Linked DNA regions of Ovis aries: region 1 is linked to region 2. Evidence: chromatin contacts called from public Hi-C data. All regions are on one chromosome and are shown on one strand. Each heading gives the region's core, a stretch centred on a gene start, on an enhancer-like site or on the middle of the called end of the contact. The rest is flanking DNA. Distances are from core to core; before and after follow the strand shown.

Region 1 (4,034 bases), core at 1,522-4,021, 140 kb before region 2:
GCTGCACCAGGCAAGGAACCTGCTCTCTCCTCAACATAGACTCTACTTCCAAAGGTAAGTGGGACTCAAGCAAACTCCTTAATTTAACACACCACCAGCATCTTTCTGGTGAAGCCCCCGGAGCAGGCTGAGCGAGCCCCATCTTCAGCCATCAGGAACCCCACGGAAGTCAAGGGCTATCCTATGATTTCAGGGGTTCAGACTCCCCCAAGCCCAGAAGGCTGTGGTAGACAGATGGTTCTGACATTTCCAAAGAAATGAAGAGCAGAGCTGGAAGGCCCCACGACCGTGGATATGAGCCACCAGCCCACTTCTGAGTGGCTCGAGCATGGCGACGCGTGACTGGCACAAGTGCAAACATGGAGCTGGTCAGGGAGCGGGTCGGCCCTCAGGGTGGACCCCTTCCAGCCCAGGTCACAGACAAGAGCTCCAGCAACAATTCAGAGCAAGATAGGCAGCTCCTATTATGAATTTCTATTCCTAGGAACCCAAGTTCCCTCCCTTCAGGGGAACTTCCCTCCTGCTTCTATGGAAGCTATGTTTTTCCCCCACTTTCCAAGACCAAGCAGGACGGTGGGGACATGGGGTGGGGGCGGTGCTGGTGCTTACGTGTCATAGATATGGATGTTTGCCGGGATGGCGCTGATGAACCCAACTAGTTTCCGACTCGAGACCACTCGAACCCCACAGTGCCACTGGGGGAGCCAGCCAGGCGGCCGGAGAGCCCTGGAAGAGAGACAGGAGCTGTGGGCACGGGGCTGCCTGCCAGTGGGCTGGGCAGACTGTCTGGCCCCACCACCGAGTCTGGCTCTAACCTCATGCTACCATCTCCCTGGGGAGGGAACAGCTCAATTCTCTGAAATCCACTTTCAGGCCAAATCCTCCTGGATACCAGTGGGACCAAGTCACAGCCCTCTCTTGCTGCTCAGTCCACTGGGCCTATTTTCCCAACCCAGGGCTGTCACACTGAACATTTCATACTGATCCAGTTTCTTTGTGCTCACTCTGACAGCCTGAGCTGGAGCCCCAGCCTCCTTGGCTCCAAATCCAGTGGGTCCCGTGGTCAGGAGCCGGCTGTGGAGCCTCTAGAGCTCTGGGCTCCATCTCCTCCCCGCCTTCCACTCTGGCGGTCTTCCTTTCCCTCCCCCTTCAGACAGGTCCCCTCTGTGCCAGCCTCATGCCCTACCTCCCTGGATATTAAATGAGGCCGGAAAGGGGAGGGGGGTGCTCAGCCAGGCAAGGCCATTTCTATACAACCAAGCATGCTCAGGAAAGACTGAAAATGACCCTCTATTCTTTTAAATCTTAGCAGGTCTCATCCCTCCTTCCCTTCTTACCTAAAGTCATTATACAACAGACGATTTTTTCTTCTGGGTACCAATTCCATCAAGGAATTTCTCACCCAGTCATTGTGCCTTAAATAAAGTTTCAATTCTGAGCTCCACTGGAAGCAAGTCTCAAAAACCACACACCGATTTGCCATTAAAAGGTTGGCACTTAGGAGGGATGAGCAATCTGGTGCCTTGTTTTTCTCCTCTGTGGCCTCAGAACCGTAGGAAAGTCCTTACAACTCACCACAAAAGAAATTCTGGGGAATAATCAAATCGGAACATGTTGTCATCATCTTCCACATAGTTCTCATTCAGGAGAGTGTAGAGTTCTTTCAGCTGCAGAGAGAAGAGGGGCCACCTTAGAAGTATTCTGCCAGAGTGGGGGGACCAAGGCCAATACCCTGGGGCTCCAAGCTGTTGGGAACAAGGCAAACTACCAAAAACTCTATTTAATCTCACAAATCCTTTTCATCCGGGCATGGCAGGGACTCCTGGAACAAGCAATCTAGTGCTTAAGAGGAAACTGAGTCACCAGGGGTAGAGGGGCAGACTTAAGCACCGGAAGGGTGGCAGGCCAAGAATGTCATCCAAGTAACAGACCACTCCATCGTTCACTGAATGAATGGACGAACAAGGAAAATGAAAGCACAAAGAAGAGGCATCCGCCTTGGGGAGCGGGCTGCAGGGGTTAACTCTCGGCGCCAGAGACGCTGTGTGCTATTCAGGCGGAGTTGCGGGCAGATCCCAGATCAACAGATGGGAGGGATCTGCTAGCCCTGCTTGGCTCGGCTCTTCTTAGAAGAGTCCTCGAGGAAGGCCCGAGAAGAAGCCATCGTGGCTGGGCTCTCGGGGAACATGGTGTCCTGTCCACGCTGGTGGTCAGCCCAGGCCTACTCACCACACCACGGTCCCCCAGGTCCAAGGCGTCCCAGGTGAAGCCCTGGGGCAGCGTGTAGGGCTCCTGGCGGATGTTGTCTTTGTCAGGCTCCACGGGACCGTGCGTGTTCACAACTTCTCCTGCAAGTAGACACGGCCATGAGTTTCACCGCTGGCTTTCTTGGGGAGGGAAGGGGCTCAGCTCAAAAACTGACCTCAGCAAATTCCTCCTGTCCCCAGGAGCCCTTCATCCGAAGAACACTCTCTTCTTGGCAATGGCAGACCGTCTCTCTGGCTACCCTTGGCCCCTAACTGAGGGCCAATTCGTGGCCAAACTTCAGAACAATCCCGGGAGCCAAGGTGGTTGGTGTCTTGGACCTTCTTTTAAACCTCCCTTTGGTTACTAAATGACAAACGTGTATCTTGACTAACTTGGCTTCCTGCCTCCCAGCTGGTGTAGAGTGTTGTCATGGCTCTGGCCCAGGCCCATAGACCTGGATGGATTTATAAGGCGTTGCAACAAGGCAGCTTTTGTGTCAACAGCAGTGACAATATACCAGACCCATTCCTGAGCTGGACAATGGCGTCCAGGCGCCGGGCTCTCTCTGGGTCCTGCCAGCCTGGGCCTTCACCGACAGGGGCCAGTTAACTGCAGCTGCCAACTCGGGCCCACGGTGTTTACAGCCCTGTGAACGCCTCTGGGCTGAATCACCGAGTCTACACCACGCTGCTGGGAAGTCACCCCCTGACATAATATCCCCCCAGGATAGACACCCCTCCCCTGTGCAGTACACAAGGGGTGCAGGGGATGCTGAGAAGACAGAGCCCCAATTCCTAACCCCAGCCAAACCAAACCTTTCTGACAGAACTCGGGCGCATCAGCCGCATCATTTCGGCCCCTGGAATTATTTGGCCCTAGTACTTTCTACAGCTCAGAGCTTATTCATTCATGTTCACAACTCAAAAAAAGGCAATGTTTAGTACACTTTAAAAATGGAGTCTTCGGGACTTCCCAGGTGGTCTGGTGGTTAAGAGTTCACCCGCCAATGCGGGGAACATGTGTCCCATCGCTGGTCCAGGAAGATTCCAGATGCTGTGGAGCACCTAAGCCTGTGCGCCACAACTACTGAGCCAGCACTCTAGAGCCCGCGCTCTGCAACAAGGGGAGCCGCTGCGATGAGAAGCCTGCGCGCCACACCTAGAAAGTAGCCCTGGCTCCCTGCAACTAGAGAAAGACCCTGGGCAGCAACGAAGACTCAGCACAGCAATGAATAAATAAAATTTTGACGTATATACACCAGCATGCGTAAAGCAGCCAGCGAGCTAGCGGGAGGCCACTGCACGGCACAAGGAGCCCCACTCGGAGCTCCGAGATGGCCTGGGGCGGGGGGGGGGTGGTGGTGGTGGTGGCAGCGGGGGGGGCGGGGACAGGGACAGGGGCGGGGGAGGCTCAAGAGGGAGGCAATAGATACAGTGCTAGTGACTGGTTCGAGCTGCTGCATGGCAGAAACCAACACAACATCGTTAAGCACTTATTCTCCAATTAAAAACAAGAACAAAAAAGAGAAAACAACAAAAATTTGTAAAAAATAAACAAGGAGCCTTTACAGAGGACCCACTGAGTCCACGGCTCTCAGCACAGGGCTCTGCACATTCCTGTCATTCAGCTCAAGCTTTTACTGATGGTCAGGCTCCTGACCCAAACACACCACTCTAACGTGTAACGGGCAACTGTGGACCCTCCCAGGGGTGGATCCGTGGGCAGGTGTAGTGCAAATGGCTGCATCTGGCCATGAGCCAAGGACAAAACCATCAGAACTGACCATC
Region 2 (4,462 bases), core at 208-2,707:
GGCACTGCTGGGCCACCCCCCAGGGCCTTTCCTGGTGCCCACTGAATGACTCACCTTGGCACAGACACAATGGTCAGGGTGGGCACAGAGCCCGCTCCCCGCAGCACCCCAGCTCCCCTCAAATGCTTTCCGAGAAGCTCTTTGAGCAAGGGGCTTGGGCTGCGCCCCGCCCAACAGGCTGGCATCTTGGGATGAAAACAGCACAGGCCCCCTGAGGGGCTGCCCTCGCTGAGCGACGCCCTCACCAGTGGTGGAGAACAAGGCTTCATTCAGCAAGTGCCCGGGAAAAGGGATCGGAGGCCCAGGCATGGGCAGTGGGCAGCAAGAGGGGGTGGTGCAGGAGAGGAAGGCTGTCTGCTTCCCAGAAGTCCAGGGGCACAGATGGCTGAGGGCCTGGGTGGACCACCAGGCAGCCAGATAGACGGGGTGGATGGATCTGAAATCTCAAGGGCCCACAGGGCACTGGACCCGGGTTCCCAGTTCAGAACCACTGGCTCCTCAGTACCCAAACCCACTCATCCCCAGAAACCTTTCCCAGCCTTTCAGCCTGGGAACTTGTGTGGGAATTTGAAGGAGATAAATCTCCACTGTGAGAGTGAGGTGAGAGGGGGCCAGGGAAATGGGATGTTACAGGGACAAAGATGGGAGTTGGGACAGCCAGCTCATTCATAAGTGCTTTGTGGAGCTGTCAAGGCCTGGGCTCTGGGAGGGGTTGCAGGGAAGCTGGGGTGAACCCAGTGAGGCTGAGCCCGGAGCTTCAGGGTGGCCCCAGGAGTGGGGGGGCGGGCGCCTGGGAGTGCAGCACCTGCCCCCTCTGGCCCTATCAGGAGCCCCACATTCCTTCCATTATCCCCCCACTGCTAGATAGAGGCCTCGATTGACCCTCCAGACAAAGGGTTGGTTCTAATTCCAGCCCACAGCCCCAAAACTCCAGAGGATGGGGAGACAGCAGGAATGCAGACGCCTGCACTCAGAGGGGAGGATGGCAGGAATATGCTGGGACTGAGGCTGTCAGGAAATCTAACACAGGCTGTTTCTTGAGAGTAGGGAACAGGTTTATTCAAGTTCCCAACATCTATCAGGCACTGGAAGGAGAATGCTGGAGGGTCTGGGTCATGGGATCTAAGAGTTAGAAGACGGGTCAGGGGTCATCTGGTCCAGCCCTTCCCTGACCCACCATCCCAGAGAGTCTGCTTGCTCAGTGGTCAGAGTTTCAGACACAGCATCGGCCCCAGGAACTGCCCACTAGCAGCTCTGTCTGGAGCCAGACAGAGGCTGGCATGCTCTGGTGGCCCTGCCTCGGGGCACAGTGGCCTCGGTGGGGTGAGAGGCGCTCTCCCCGTGGCTGGGCTGTGGCCCAGCACCACCCCCTCAGGCTATGCCAGGGGGCGTTGCCAGGGGCAGCCTGGGCCGTGCCAGGCTGGTCCCCTCCTCCTTAAAGCCTGCACATCTCAGGAGCAGGCAGAGCGAGGCCAGGATGGAGAGGAGACGGGTCACCTCAGCGGCTCGCCGCTCCTATGTCTCCTCCTCGGAGATGGTGGTGGGGGGCCGCCGCCTGGGTCCTGGCACCCGCCTGTCCCTGGCTCGAATGCCGCCTCCACTCCCGGCCCGGGTGGACTTCTCCCTGGCCGGGGCACTCAACTCCGGCTTCAAGGAGACCCGGGCCAGCGAGAGGGCAGAGATGATGGAGCTCAACGACCGCTTTGCCAGCTACATTGAGAAGGTGCGCTTCCTGGAGCAGCAGAACAAGGCGCTGGCTGCCGAGCTCAACCAGCTGCGGGCCAAGGAGCCCACCAAGCTGGCCGACGTCTACCAGGCAGAGCTGCGCGAGCTGCGCCTACGGCTCGATCAACTCACCGCCAACAGCGCCCGGCTCGAGGTGGAGAGGGACAACCTGGCACAGGACCTGGGCACCCTGAGGCAGAAGTGAGGAGGGGAGCCACAGAGGGGCCTCCTGAACCGGGAGGACTGAGTCCCGGGAAGGGGCGCCTGCAGGTCTCAGGCGGGGCTCTGCCTTCCTGTTCCCATTTCCCGCCTTTAGGAGGGAGGGCGATCCTTGTTTCCAGATGATGGAGGGCCTGGGACGAGGCCCAGAATCTGATTTCCGGGGATCTGATTCCCCAAATCCTTCTTCCAGGGAACCGCTGTACCGTCAGCACCTTCCTGCTGAGGAAAGTGGACAGTCGGGGACCCTAGCGGGCAGGCTCTCTGTTTTATTCACTGCGGGGCCTTGCGACTGTGCACAGAGAATACACTTATTCTTAGCTCTGTCTAGTGGAGGTACTGGATAGGAATATGGGGGTGCACCAGGAGGACTGGGCTGGGGTACAGGCCACAGGGAGACAGCAGGTAAGCCTGGCTTCAGAACACAGGTGACTCTGCCTGTCCCCAGCTTACGACCCTAGTCAAGGTGCTTCAGCTAGCACAGCTGTAAAGTGGAGATCTTAATAAACCCATTTCCGAAGGTCAGAGGAAATGCCAGGGGCATAGTCCTTGCCAACTGGCAGAGTATGCGTGTGTGACTTCAAGTGCGAGAAGACGTGTGTGGGGTGTGTGTGTGTGTGTGTGTGTGTATGGCAGGAGTGAGTATAGGTTGGTGGAAGCGCCTGTGTGAGCAGGAGCAGGTGCAGCAACCCTGATAAGGCACCTTGGTAATGACTTAAAGCGCAGGCTCTTGTCTGCTCACCCTTCTGGCCAAAGCTCTGTCTAGAATCCTGCCCCTCACTCCTCCTTCTGCTCCACTGCTCCTGAGGGTGGGGGAGTATCTCTCTGACAGAGGGATCAGGGGAGGGGTCCCCATAGTCGTCAGAAGAGCCCAGACCCAGGAGTGTATCTCCCTACCTCAGGCTCCAGGATGAAACCAACCAGAGGCTGGAGGCTGAGAACAACCTGGCTGCCTATCGACAGGTCAGGGTGGTGGGGAAGGATCAGGGAGGGGGAAAATGTTGATGGCAGCCCACCCAAACACAGTCCCTAAGCCCAACCCTCCAGAGCAACGTGCTCTCCCTGCCCCCCACCAGCCGCAAAAGGAGAGATCAGATTAGACTAGGGAGCAGAGAGGATGAGTCTGGGGTCAGAGCGGCCCTTTGCCCCGCCCTGCTCCAGGAAGCAGATGAAGCCACCCTGGCCCGTCTGGATCTGGAGAGGAAGATTGAGTCTCTGGAGGAGGAAATCCGGTTCTTGAGGAAGATCCATGAGGAGGTAAGATCGGGAAGGAGGGGAAAAAAGGCCAACACAGAGACTGGAACTGAGGGAAAGAGATGGGGAGACAGAGACAGATATTCAGAGAGAGAAAGGGACACACTGACAGAGAAAGAAAATGAGAGAGAGACAGAGAAAGAGAGGCAGAGAAAGACTGAGGGAGGCAGAGCTAGAGACAGATAAGAGAGCACCTCCAGCCCCTAGTAGAATGCACCCAGACACACCCTCCACTTAAAGTGGGCCCTGTTGCCTCATTCTTTTTCACTACAGCCCTGTGAGATAGGGATGGTTCCAGTGTTATCTCCTTTTCACAGAGGAGAACCCTGAAGCCCAGAAAGGCTAAAGAATGTGCTAAGGTCACATAGTTGGTCTCTATGACTTCACTCCCTCTGCCATCTGTTTCCATTGAAATGACAGCCATACATTAAAAAAAAAAAAAAAAAAAAAGACCCCGCTGAGCTCTGACTTCAGATAATAGATTCAGAATCCATGGACTCAGGGAACCCAGGAACCCATAGGGACACCCACACCCCAGGACTCAGACGTTCTTTCATGAGAACACAGACATGCTTCCAGTGCTCCTGACTTCCGGGCCTGGGAGGAGGACATCCCGGGGCCCCCAAACTAACCTGCTTCTTCCCTTATCCTGGACAACGCCATTTCCTCCAACTAGGAGCATCCCATCTCCCCTAGCCAACATCCGTGTCCAAGGAAGAGGGCATGATGCTAGGGGGAAGCCCCAGTTGCAGCTGGTCCCTGAGGCCTGGCAACCCTTCTCTCACCCTGGCCAGGAGGTGCGGGAGCTACAGGAGCAGCTGGCCCAGCAGCAGGTCCACGTGGAGATGGATGTGGCCAAGCCTGATCTCACAGCGGCTCTGAGAGAGATCCGCACACAGTATGAGGCAGTGGCGTCCAGCAACATGCAAGAGGCGGAGGAGTGGTACCGGTCCAAGGTAGCCCTGACTTTGGGGCAGCCTGCCTTCTCCAGGCAGCCCTCCTGGCTCCATACAAAAGAATCAGGGAAGGAGGGTGGAGGAAGCTGAGAGAGGATCCTCTCTGAGTGACTGACCTTCACCAAAGAAGTGAGGTGACTTGCCCAGGGTCATACAGGCACTATTACTTCCAATAAGTACTTATTAGTATCTGTTGCGATTGACTACTAGCCAACACTCTTGTGTTTTAGGCCCTGGGCTTTGCAAGGATTATCTTACCATGAAGTAGGTACTGTCCTTTGATAGATGACAGAACTGAAGTCCAGAGA

The links. A called contact is a pair of places that touch in the nucleus more often than the background predicts.
Region 1: a contact with region 2 is called in a Hi-C map of hypothalamus, with 5 times the contacts expected there. The contact joins the enhancer-like site here to the promoter of GFAP in region 2. A contact is called at or near these places in 4 of 16 Hi-C or Micro-C datasets (blood, hypothalamus and tail adipose tissue).

The regions. Positions count from the first base shown.
Region 1 is chr11:44,504,703-44,508,736 of ARS-UI_Ramb_v3.0, reverse strand. It overlaps NMT1 (N-myristoyltransferase 1), which reads right to left. Exons shown (of 12, transcript XM_027974409.2): 4 at 2,230-2,348; 5 at 1,576-1,667; 6 at 610-726. Among named protein-coding and RNA genes, the nearest start is that of NMT1, 22 kb to the right of the region's middle. Within about 2 kb of position 2,771, at least 8 of the 54 cell types and tissues checked have an H3K27ac peak or open chromatin away from gene starts, as enhancers often do. A contact at or near this core is called in hypothalamus, where this site is marked.
Region 2 is chr11:44,358,241-44,362,702 of ARS-UI_Ramb_v3.0, reverse strand. GFAP (glial fibrillary acidic protein) reads left to right here and starts at 1,457. Exons shown (of 9, transcript XM_027974414.2): 1 at 1,457-1,926; 2 at 2,847-2,907; 3 at 3,106-3,201; 4 at 3,993-4,154. The coding sequence starts at 1,478.